Regions from separate parts of the Danio rerio genome. Here region 2 is linked to region 1. Evidence: chromatin contacts called from public Micro-C data. All regions are on one chromosome and are shown on one strand. Each heading gives the region's core, a stretch centred on a gene start, on an enhancer-like site or on the middle of the called end of the contact. The rest is flanking DNA. Distances are from core to core; before and after follow the strand shown. Region 1 holds the start of mrm3a (mitochondrial rRNA methyltransferase 3a). Region 2 holds the start of nxn (nucleoredoxin).

Region 1 (5,125 bases), core at 680-3,179:
TTTAGTGGCAAATGGTTGTAAAAAACAAAAAACAAAAAAAAACAAGCATGTATTTGTTTTTTTTTTTTCAAAATGCTAAAAGATTTTGTGCAGGACGCAATCAGTGACCCATTTCAGCTTTAAAAGAGACCCATATATGGATGGTGCTCCTCTTACAACATGAATTTTTGTTTGTATTTTATTGAAATTTACTTGGTAACACTTTATTATGATGGTCCCTATTGCACATTTTGTTGACTAAAAGATACATTTAGGAATGGGCCAGTATAAGATTCTGAATTTATGATAACCTTTGATAAAAAGAGTTTAGCGGTATTACGGTACTGTATTTACTTGGGTAAAAAACAACAGGGTTTTCCCATTGAATATAATATGTTTTATTTTAAGAAACATTTAAAATATTGTGGAAGAGTAGCTTTTAATGTGAAGGGTCCTTTTCAGCTGGTGATACTGTTGCCCTAAAAAACTGTGAAAATAAAAACACATAAAAAAAACCTTACATATACTATAGAAACGATATAACAAAAAGTTTTGGTGGTTTTAAAACCTTGACTTTCCAAACCTCAGTAAACCTTGAAAATGGTTATCATTAGCATTGCAACTACATGCCAATTACGTCTCATTTGAGTATTAGTAGACTGTCTGCTTAAGATCTGTTGATTTTGCTCCTTCAATAGACATTTAACTGACTATAAGAAACTTTGAAAGTACATGACAACTTACACTAACCCTAACCCCAACCTAACAGACTACGTACTTATAATCTAATGAGAATTAGTTGGCATGTAGATTAAAAGTAACTTAAATTCAACAAAATGTGTGAAAGGGACCATCAAAATAAAGTGATACCATTAATATTGATAGTAATAACTATATTATATATTACTATATTATATATTATATATTAATATAATTTTTGGTTAAAAATGCTTTTTCAGGTTTTGCCTGTGGAGCAAATGCTCATCTTTTATTGTTTTCTGGTTTTGTGAAAACAATAAACTATGAGCATTTGCTCTGTGTTAACTGTTTTTTATTATATATCCATGTTCGTTTTTTAATGTAAAGTTAATAAATGATTTGGCAATACATGTGTAACTTTTGTCATGCCAATAAATGCAATTATTGTACTGAATTAAGTAAGAGCAGTGCGGTGGCGTAGTGAGTAGCGCCCCACTGCAAAAAAGGTCACTGGTTTGAGCCTCGGCTGGGTGAGTTTGCATGTACTCCCTGTATTTGCGTGGGTTTCCTTAGTTCAATTCAATTCAATTCAATTCAGCTTTATTTGTATAGCGCTTTTACAATGGAGATTGTGTCAAAGCAGCTTCACATAAATGGTCATAGTAACTGGATCAGGGTAGTTTAGTTTTTAGTGTTTAAGTTCAGTTCAGTTTAGCTCAGTTCAGTGTGGTGTGCTTAGTTCAGCTCCGTGTGCTTACAAAATCAATGAAATAATAATGATTATTATTACTACGTATTTTGCCATTTATAACTGTACATTCTGATGAAATTGTGGTGTTTCATAATAACAGTACGTTACTCACGCGAGTCTGTTGTCTCCGGCAGGGGCCTTTTCAAAGCGCAGCCCTGCAAGTTTGAGTTTATTAATCTGAGGAGACTCTTCTGCGCGTTCAGACACATAACCGCTGCAATTTTTGTAAGCAGCTCTCTCTGTGACGTCCTTTCTGGCTTTGCCCTTCTGTGTGAACCCCTGGCTCGTTATATCAGTTACTCTTTTTGATTTTATTAATGTCTCTCGTTCACCATCCGGGTACAATACAGCCACGGTTCTCCGCCGGAGGCCTCGGAGAAATCGCCTGGAATTAACCAAGATCTGGTAACGTTCTCTCTGAAATAAACTACGCTCTCCTAACATCACAAGTCCTCGACTCACGTTGTACATGAGCGCCGCCATCTTTGTTGTCATCTTCCGCGTCACTGTGGGAACGAACGAGCGTACCAATTCGTGAATGAGTTGTTCTTTTGAGTCGATTCTTTGAATCAAATCAGAAGGTTTATGTTCAAACCTGTTCATTCTTAGCACTTTATTGGACTTTGCTATGTAACAACAAAAGAACAGTGGATTTCTTGCATTTTTCTTTATCATCTTTTGCAGAAAAAGTGTAAAATTATTACACTTATTTAGATTTTCTGCTTGTGTCACAAAAAAAAGATAAATTCAATCTATCTATTAAAATTATATTCAAATACATTTCAGTACATTGTAGCATGTTTGAAAAGGTTTAATACAGTTCCTGTGTTCTATTTGGGGTGTATCTGTATTTGCAATGTGGGGTTGTAAGGGGCTTGACTTGGGGAAAAGCGAGTCTGCGCACTCGAGAGGGAGGGAGCGTTTTTCTGATTGTTGGATGAGACAGTTATAATATTGTGTGGGTGAACAGTGTGGGTTTGGGAGTGAACACAAGGATGTCTGAACGTGCAAAAGTTGATTAAAAAGACAAGTTGAACTGTTTCAGTTCGTTACAATATTTTATCATTTTTGTCTGTGATTTGTTAATATTTTTGTGGGTAAATGGTTTATATTTCTTATTAATATTAATACTACTACAACTACTGATAAAAATAATAATTATAAAAAATATATAACTCTAAGCACAACTGGACATAGTTCAATAATTTATGTAATGTTCCTGTTCAGTCTTAAATACATGCTCTTATTTCAGCTTTGAGATTTCATATTCCAAACTTTTTCATACTGCTTCCTGTGGGTACTCGGCACAAGGACTGCTAGTAATTTCTTTTTAGCATAAAAAATGTTAAATATATCTGTTATTGGCTACAGAGTACAATTAAAACGGATTTAAATTATTTAATTATTTTAAAATTATTTAATAAACATATGTAATTATTACTGGATAATGTAATTTATCCTACTTGCTTTAACGAAATAATAATAATAATAACTATAATAATAATAATAATAATAATAATAATGATGATGATGATGATGATGATAATAATAATAATGATAATAATAATAATAATAATAATAATAATAATAATAATAATAATAATAATAATAATAATAAATAATGCCATGTGAAACAATGATATATTCGGAGTGAACATCCTAATTCTTTAAATGTAACATTGTAGAGTATGTGGAAAATGGAAATGGTTTTGTAAATGTGTAAATGTGTTCAAAGCGTAAAAGAAAATTGTGTCTACAACCGAAACAGCTGATGTTGGATCCGACTCTTTGGAACAAACAGGTCAAAGGAACCGATTCAAGTGATCCATCTCTTCATTAAAATGGACTGTACCAAAATAATTTTTGTGTGATAACTTACCAAACTGTTAGTCAAAATCAACATTTTCCAGTCTATGGTCATAATATACTTTAAAATGGATGTTTTAGTTCATTTGCAGTACGTTATATGAAATAAAGCCGTAATATGGCTGCATGATTGTACAGGTAAACATAAAACTAACGAGTCTTTTGGTTCAACGTCTGTGGGCTGTCGATAGCAGAGCAGTCGATGGCTAGTCCTGTGTATCGACACAGTTTGAGGGATCATTGCGTTTACAGTGGGAAACTTCACCAGTGATGGCACTTAGACGAGCATTACATTTCGTTTTTAAAGTTGGAGACAGGACCAAGACAGCCACTTTTTATCGGGATGTCTTGGGAATGAAGGTAAAATCGCTGTCAACGTTAATATCTTGTTTATGTAGAGGGAACTTTGCCTCCTAATATTGTTTATGAGGTATTAACTTTGTTACTTGCCTGTGCAGATTTTGACCCGTCACATTCCACATATTTGTTTAGACTCAAACTTTAGATGTATAAACGTTCATAAATATATATCATTTGTAGATTCTGCGCCATGAAGAATTTGAGGAGGGCTGCAAAGCAACATGTAATGGGTCAGTCATAGTTTATTTAATTTTCATGTGACTAAGTAGCTTAATAAAGAATACAATATCTAATAAATATGGTAAACTAAAAGCATATATTTGTTGTTTTGGTTTCAGTCCATATGATGGAAAATGGAGCAAAACCATGGTGGGCTTTGGACCAGAAGATGACCACTTTGTTGCAGAGTTGACCTATAATTATGGAGTGGGTGAATATCGCCTTGGCAATGATTTCCTGGTAAATTATATTTTTCTATAAAACATTTTGATTTCAAAACCTTGCAAATAGGCGCTTAACATCTAAGATTACTGAACAAAAATGTACTTATATAAAACATTTCGACACATGAAACAATACAGCGAATAGAATTACAATTTTTGTATTTCAAATTGTCAAATTGTGCCATTTATTTAGAATTCTTATTTTTTTAAGTATGTAATAAGGAATATCATACATGTGATGATACATCCATTAAACTGTCATTTAGTGTATTAGTTATTTAATACTGTATTATCTCTTGTCAGATTTACAGGTATTTATTATCATTTGATGACTGCTTAGAAGTACCAAAAATTCTAATTAATTTTCATTGTTATGCTGAATGATGATGATCATTATTTTAGGCAAAATTTAATCATTTGTTTTAACATTTTTATTAGAAAGTAGACACTAAACTTTCACTTAATATGCTTTATATGTATGTAAAATCTAATCCACACATGTCAAAATTAGCATTTTGAAAACAGGACATAATGACAATATAAGTATGAATTCTACCTTAATTCATGGCCACCAATAAAATAACCATACTCTTTGAAGTATTACAGCTTCTGTTTTATTTAAATGTAATTTAGAAACATAAATTATTTGTTCATTTATGGTCATTAAGTTGACAAATTATGATAATCGTGTTATGCAGCACGATCCAAAAAGCAAAAATGCAATACTTTATTATTATTATTATTATTATTATTATTATTATTATTATTATTATTATTATTATTATTATTATTATTATTTATAACAGTATGTCCTTTTTTTGGTGGCCTAGAATTCACTAGCATTCAGACTTTTATTGTAAACTAAATTCTGTTTCATGACATAACTAAAGCTGTGTTTTTCTCTTCACTGTTAGGGTCTCACTCTTCAGTCAGCTCAGGCTGTCAGTAATGCTAAGAGGTTAAACTGGCCTCTTACACAAGTTGGAGATTGTCTCTACATGACTGAGGCTCCAGGTGGATACCGCTT
Region 2 (5,125 bases), core at 1,901-4,400, 140 kb before region 1:
TGTAGTGTGTGAATGAGTGTGTATGGATGTTTCCCAGAGATGGGTTGCAGATGGAAAAGCATCCGCTGCGTAAAAACATATGCTGGATAAGTTGGCAGTTCATTCCGCTGTGGTGACCCCAGATTAACAAAGGGACTAAGCCGACAAGAAAATGAATAAAAAATGAATAAATTACAGAGAAATGTGTAGGCTCTACAACTTGACAAATACCAAACCAATCTGTCCTATAATGAGTTACAAGTCAAAACATATTGGGGTCCAAATTTTAAAAAACATGTTTAGTTTGTTTGCCATCCCATATCGCATTTCTTCCATGGGCAACACATAACTCAATCTCCTCCAGGTTTCTAAGACAGTCACGTGATCTGACTTACAATTTTGTAAAATTATTTTATTTGCTAATATCGTACACAAAGATACTGCCTGTATTATCTCCTATTTCTGAGGTGTCTCCAAAAAGGCCCAATTTTGGCTTTGGCAATCCTGTATACTTTAGATATAAAATTAAAAATGTTCTGCCAAAATTAACTACATTTTATAGCATGACCAGAATGAGTGCGTCCATGTACCTTCAATGTTTTTACAGTTACTGCACAACAAGGATACATTTAGGAATCTTATGTAATTTTACTTTTTAATAATGAAGTCTGTGGATAACTTTAAATTGAATCAGTCTGTGTCTCGTGTTAATAGAACAATAATGAATTTTGGAAAGATAATCTTCCGACCCATCTGATATCTCTGTATTAAGCTCCTTCTGCCACTCTTTCCTCATTTTGTCAGTGTTTGAATTAACCTTATCTAATAATAAGTAATATTTTTAAAAAACTTTTTCTAGGTTGTGTTTTGTTATATTTTCAAGTGTCTGGTGTATGGTTATATTTTCAAAACCAGTGAAGATTTCCTAAAATCTCTTATAGGTAAATATCTAAAAACTCTAAAGATCATATTTTGAACCCTCTGCACGGTGTCACCATATGGCAACATGATCCTTATGTTTATTTCCCTGCCAATGTTTCTTTAAGACCAACATATATATTTTTATTTATTTATTTTTTATTTTTTTGGAAAGAGAAGACCTTAGTGTAGCCATTGATGTGCTTTGGTTAAGTCACATGACATTCAGTCTTTTTCTGTGGCGTGATTTCTGACAGACTGGCGTTAAGTGTGAGTAATTGCTAAATTATGTCAGACCCACAAAAATATCTAAGACTATGTTTAATGACATATTGCCAGCTCTGTTTTTTTTTTAAAATCAAATTAGTTTTTTATAAATCGATCAAATGTAAGTGTTGCCAAATGGTGCATGTGCAATAGTGGAACATGCAATATTGCAACGGTTTAGCTAGTTCAGCTATGAACTTTTAAGTAGTGACAATAGCAACATGAAAGCTAGTAATATAATGTTGATAAGTCATGTGTTAATGCCATTTGCATTATGGATAAAATCTAGTTTTAATGTCAATACTATTTTTGAATACATATGAATACAGGGAACAGTGTATTAGGGAGCACATGTTTTATAATTAGTGAAAGAAGAAAATGACACAACTGGCTCTTCCTGCAGATAAAAGTGAGGATGAGATGGATTTTAGTGACCATGAGAATGCTGCAGACTGGACATTTGATAGAGGAAGTTCAGGTACTGTAAGTTTGCTCAAATCAGATAAGACAGGTGTACTATAATATATAGCATAATATATAAACATTGTTAGCTAGGAGGGGGTGAGGCAGTGGCGCAGTAGGTAGTGCTGTCGCCTCAAAGCAAGAAGGTTGCTGGGTCGATGGTTCGAACCTCGACTCTGTGTGGAGTTTGCATGTTCTTCGCCTTCGCGTGGGTTTCCTCCGGGTGCTCCAGTTTCCCCCACAGTCTAAAGACATGCGGTACAGGAGAATTGTGTAGGCTAAATTGTCCGTAGTGTATGTGTGTGTGTGTGTGTGTGTGGATGTTTCCCAGAGATGGGTTGCGGCTGGAAGGGCATCCGCTGTGTAAACACTTGCTGCATAAGTTGGCGGTTCATTCTGCTGTGGCGACCCCGGATTAATAATGGGACTAAGCCGACAAGAAAATGAATGAATGTTAGCTAGTAGCTACACTATTCTTATGCATCTGAATATACTAGACTTGTTGTTTATTTGTTATAATATTTACTGTATGTTGATTACATGATAAGACAATATTAGGTTTGTTTTTAATAATATTCACCAAAAAATAATAGAATAAATGAAAGCTGTTGGAATATGAGTTGTTTGGAAAGTGTGTATAAGGGGTCATTTTACACTCCCAGAAATAAAGGTACACAAGCTCTCACTGGGGTGGTGCCTTTTCAAAAGTAGCACACTTGTATTTGAAGGGTCCATATTGGTATCTCAAAAGTATTTATTAGTACCTACAAATTTTAAGAGTAACACTTTTGTACTTTTTTAGAAACTAATATGTACCCCTGAGGTATTATTATGGACCTTATAGGTACAAGTTTGTAGGCTACCTTTTATAAGGTACCCCTCCAGTGACAGCTCATGTACCTCTATTTTTAAGAGTATATAAGAGACTCATATGTTAATAAATTTGACTCATTTAGTCAGTTAACCCTTTACCACACACATTATGATAAATATATTAAAAATATTTGACTGTTTTTCTTTTCTTAAAATGGCTTAAAATTTAAAAACTTAAATTTTTTTGGGAAAAAAAATCTTTTTTTAAGGTACTTTATGAAATGTTGCCATATGGCAGCAATGTCCAACAGTTGATCTAACTTAGAAAATTCAAATTTAAATCTTTCCTTTAATTAATAATTTTGTTGTTTGAAATTATTTAATTGCAGTATTATAAGCTTTAACATATAAGGCACTATAACCACTTAACGCAGACTTAAATTATCATTTTAACTATTAAAATGTATTTAAATAAGGATATTGTTTTTAACTTGTATTCTATTTTATTTTCTATCAGTTTACTCAAAGGAAGTTTTCGAGTCAAAGTTTTTTTTTAATGACATCACTATATTTAAAAATCGACAACTTAATTGAACACCCTCTACAGTACGTGCAATGGCAGCATGTGTCCACTAGATGTAGCGAGAGCCTCGCAGCGGGAGTCTGCAGTCGCTGTCGCCGAGGGCCGGTCTCTATGAGCGGAGCAGCGCATTCCTGAACACCGCTCAGTGGAGACGTTCGACGGCCGTTGCCTCTGCGCTCGAACCCGCGCCGCTTACAAACCGGACACACGGGCCTCGGGATATCCACCTGGCTTCAGTTCTTACCCGCCGAATAAGCGAACAAAAGCACAAGGAGTCGGTTTCGAGGGCTCAGTAGCGATGTCGGAGTTTCTGGTGAATCTGCTCGGAGAGCGGCTCGTCAACGGGGAGAAAGCCGAGGTGGATGTGCAGGCGCTGGGCAGCAGGCTGTCTCTGCTCGGGCTTTACTTCGGCTGCAGTTTAAACGGCCCCTGCAAGCAGTTCAACGCCAGTCTGACCGAGTTTTACAGCAAGTTTAAGAAATCCTCCGAGCACAAGGACAAATTGGAAATCGTCTTCATCTCTTCGGATCAGGACCAGAAACAGTGGCAGGACTTCTTGCAGGAGATGCAATGGCCGGCGTTGCCTTTTAAAGACAGACACAAAAAGGTAAGATGATGGATGACATACGTATTGATGTTTATTAAGTCATGCATTGATCAATGTCATGAACAGACTGGAAGTGTGGGTTTGTGTGAGTGTGTGGGCAGGTGTAAAGGATGAAAAAAAGTCGGATCTGAAAGGTTGACATCTTTTGACCTCTTATAATAACTAATTGGTTCATGGTAAATGATCAGTTTTGTTATTATATTCTTCCAAATATTCATCTTGTTCCCAGAGCATGAATTAAAAAAAAGCTTTATTGGTTACACTGAACATAAAAACTGAGATTTTTCTTATTTTTTCAAGGCAGCATTATCATTATGTATTTTTTATTCTTCAATTGAATCAAATCTTAATTTTTTCAGTTTTTGTTGCAAAAGACTTTTGGCAGACAAAAAAAGGTGGAATGTTTTCCTGATAAAACACACAAAGAAAAGCAGCCACACTTGAATTTTATGACTACTCTCACTGAGCGCTATATGAATAACCTATAATCCCAGAAAATAATAAATCATTTGTTGCAGGCAGGTGTCTTTTTATTTTAGCTGGAGGCTTTATTCTGTTGGGTGTGCTGCAAACACATCCTTTACAAACCACAGCACACACATAACCCTGCCTAAACCATTACACAATCACCATCCCATATATGAGCTGCCAACCTAAACATTTCTTTTTTGGTTTACACTTGCTTACATAGTTAAAAAATCCCGGCTGCTTATGTTCCCCTTAACTTTCAGACACATCCAGTATAAGGGGAAAAAGGCTGTTCAGGAAAACACCTTAATTACGGATGAGATTATTATAAGCTGTTACAAAATAATCAGAGAAATAATTAGATGCCAAATCCATCTTTACAAGGTGAATTAAAGATATTCCTTTTGACATTTAGAGTTGATATTTGCTCTTAAGTGCACAGGTTAATTTTCGAATGATTAAATAACTATAAAACATGATTTATTTAATCGTTTTATAGTCCCTTTTCAAATAAAGGTGTAGCAGTTTTTTTCTAAAACTAACCAAACCTGTTTCATTATTAAAAGCACATTGGGTGTTCAGATTAAAGGCCTGTTTTTATGTCATTTACTAAAACAAATCTGCATCTCGGAACACTTTTAATTGAGTTATCCACACATAAATATCTTCAAATAATGCTTCAGGTTGCATAAGTGATGAGAAATGACCTTTATTAAATCTGGATTACTGCCAGAGATGTTAATTCATTTATTACGATTGACAGAATTGCATTGAAAGTACTGTATGTGTTAGTGTGTGTGTGTGTTACTGTGTGTGTGTTCTTCTTTTTCTCCTGTACATTTACCGCCCTCTCATTAGTTTGATATTGCAGTGCTGTAGTGTTTATTTTTTATGGATAATACCATTTGGATCATGCTCAGATTTGCCCCTGTGTGCTGGGATCCATTTTGGTCCACTGCACCAGCTCCACCTCCCGCAGCATGTCTTGGCAGGTCTCGCTGACGAGCAAATGATGTAGGTTTAATGGC

Evidence for each region. Hi-C and Micro-C count contacts between places; a contact is called where the count stands out from the background.
Region 2: a Micro-C map of caudal fin shows a contact between it and region 1, with 10 times the contacts expected there. The contact joins the promoter of nxn here to the promoter of mrm3a in region 1. A contact is called at or near these places in 10 of 18 Hi-C or Micro-C datasets (caudal fin, embryo, fibroblasts and 3 more) and 4 of 4 datasets of contacts at active chromatin or transcription factors (caudal fin, embryo, gastrula embryo and 1 more).

The regions. Positions count from the first base shown.
Region 1 is chr15:18,613,289-18,618,413 of GRCz12tu, reverse strand. It overlaps mrm3a (mitochondrial rRNA methyltransferase 3a), which reads right to left and starts at 1,929. Exons shown (of 4, transcript NM_001017695.2): 1 at 1,542-1,929. The coding sequence starts at 1,912. glod4 (glyoxalase domain containing 4) reads left to right here and starts at 3,472. Exons shown (of 9, transcript NM_001004613.1): 1 at 3,472-3,655; 2 at 3,836-3,885; 3 at 3,994-4,114; 4 at 5,013-5,125. The coding sequence starts at 3,566.
Region 2 is chr15:18,753,326-18,758,450 of GRCz12tu, reverse strand. It overlaps nxn (nucleoredoxin), which reads left to right and starts at 3,150. Exons shown (of 8, transcript NM_001020595.1): 1 at 3,150-3,629. The coding sequence starts at 3,321.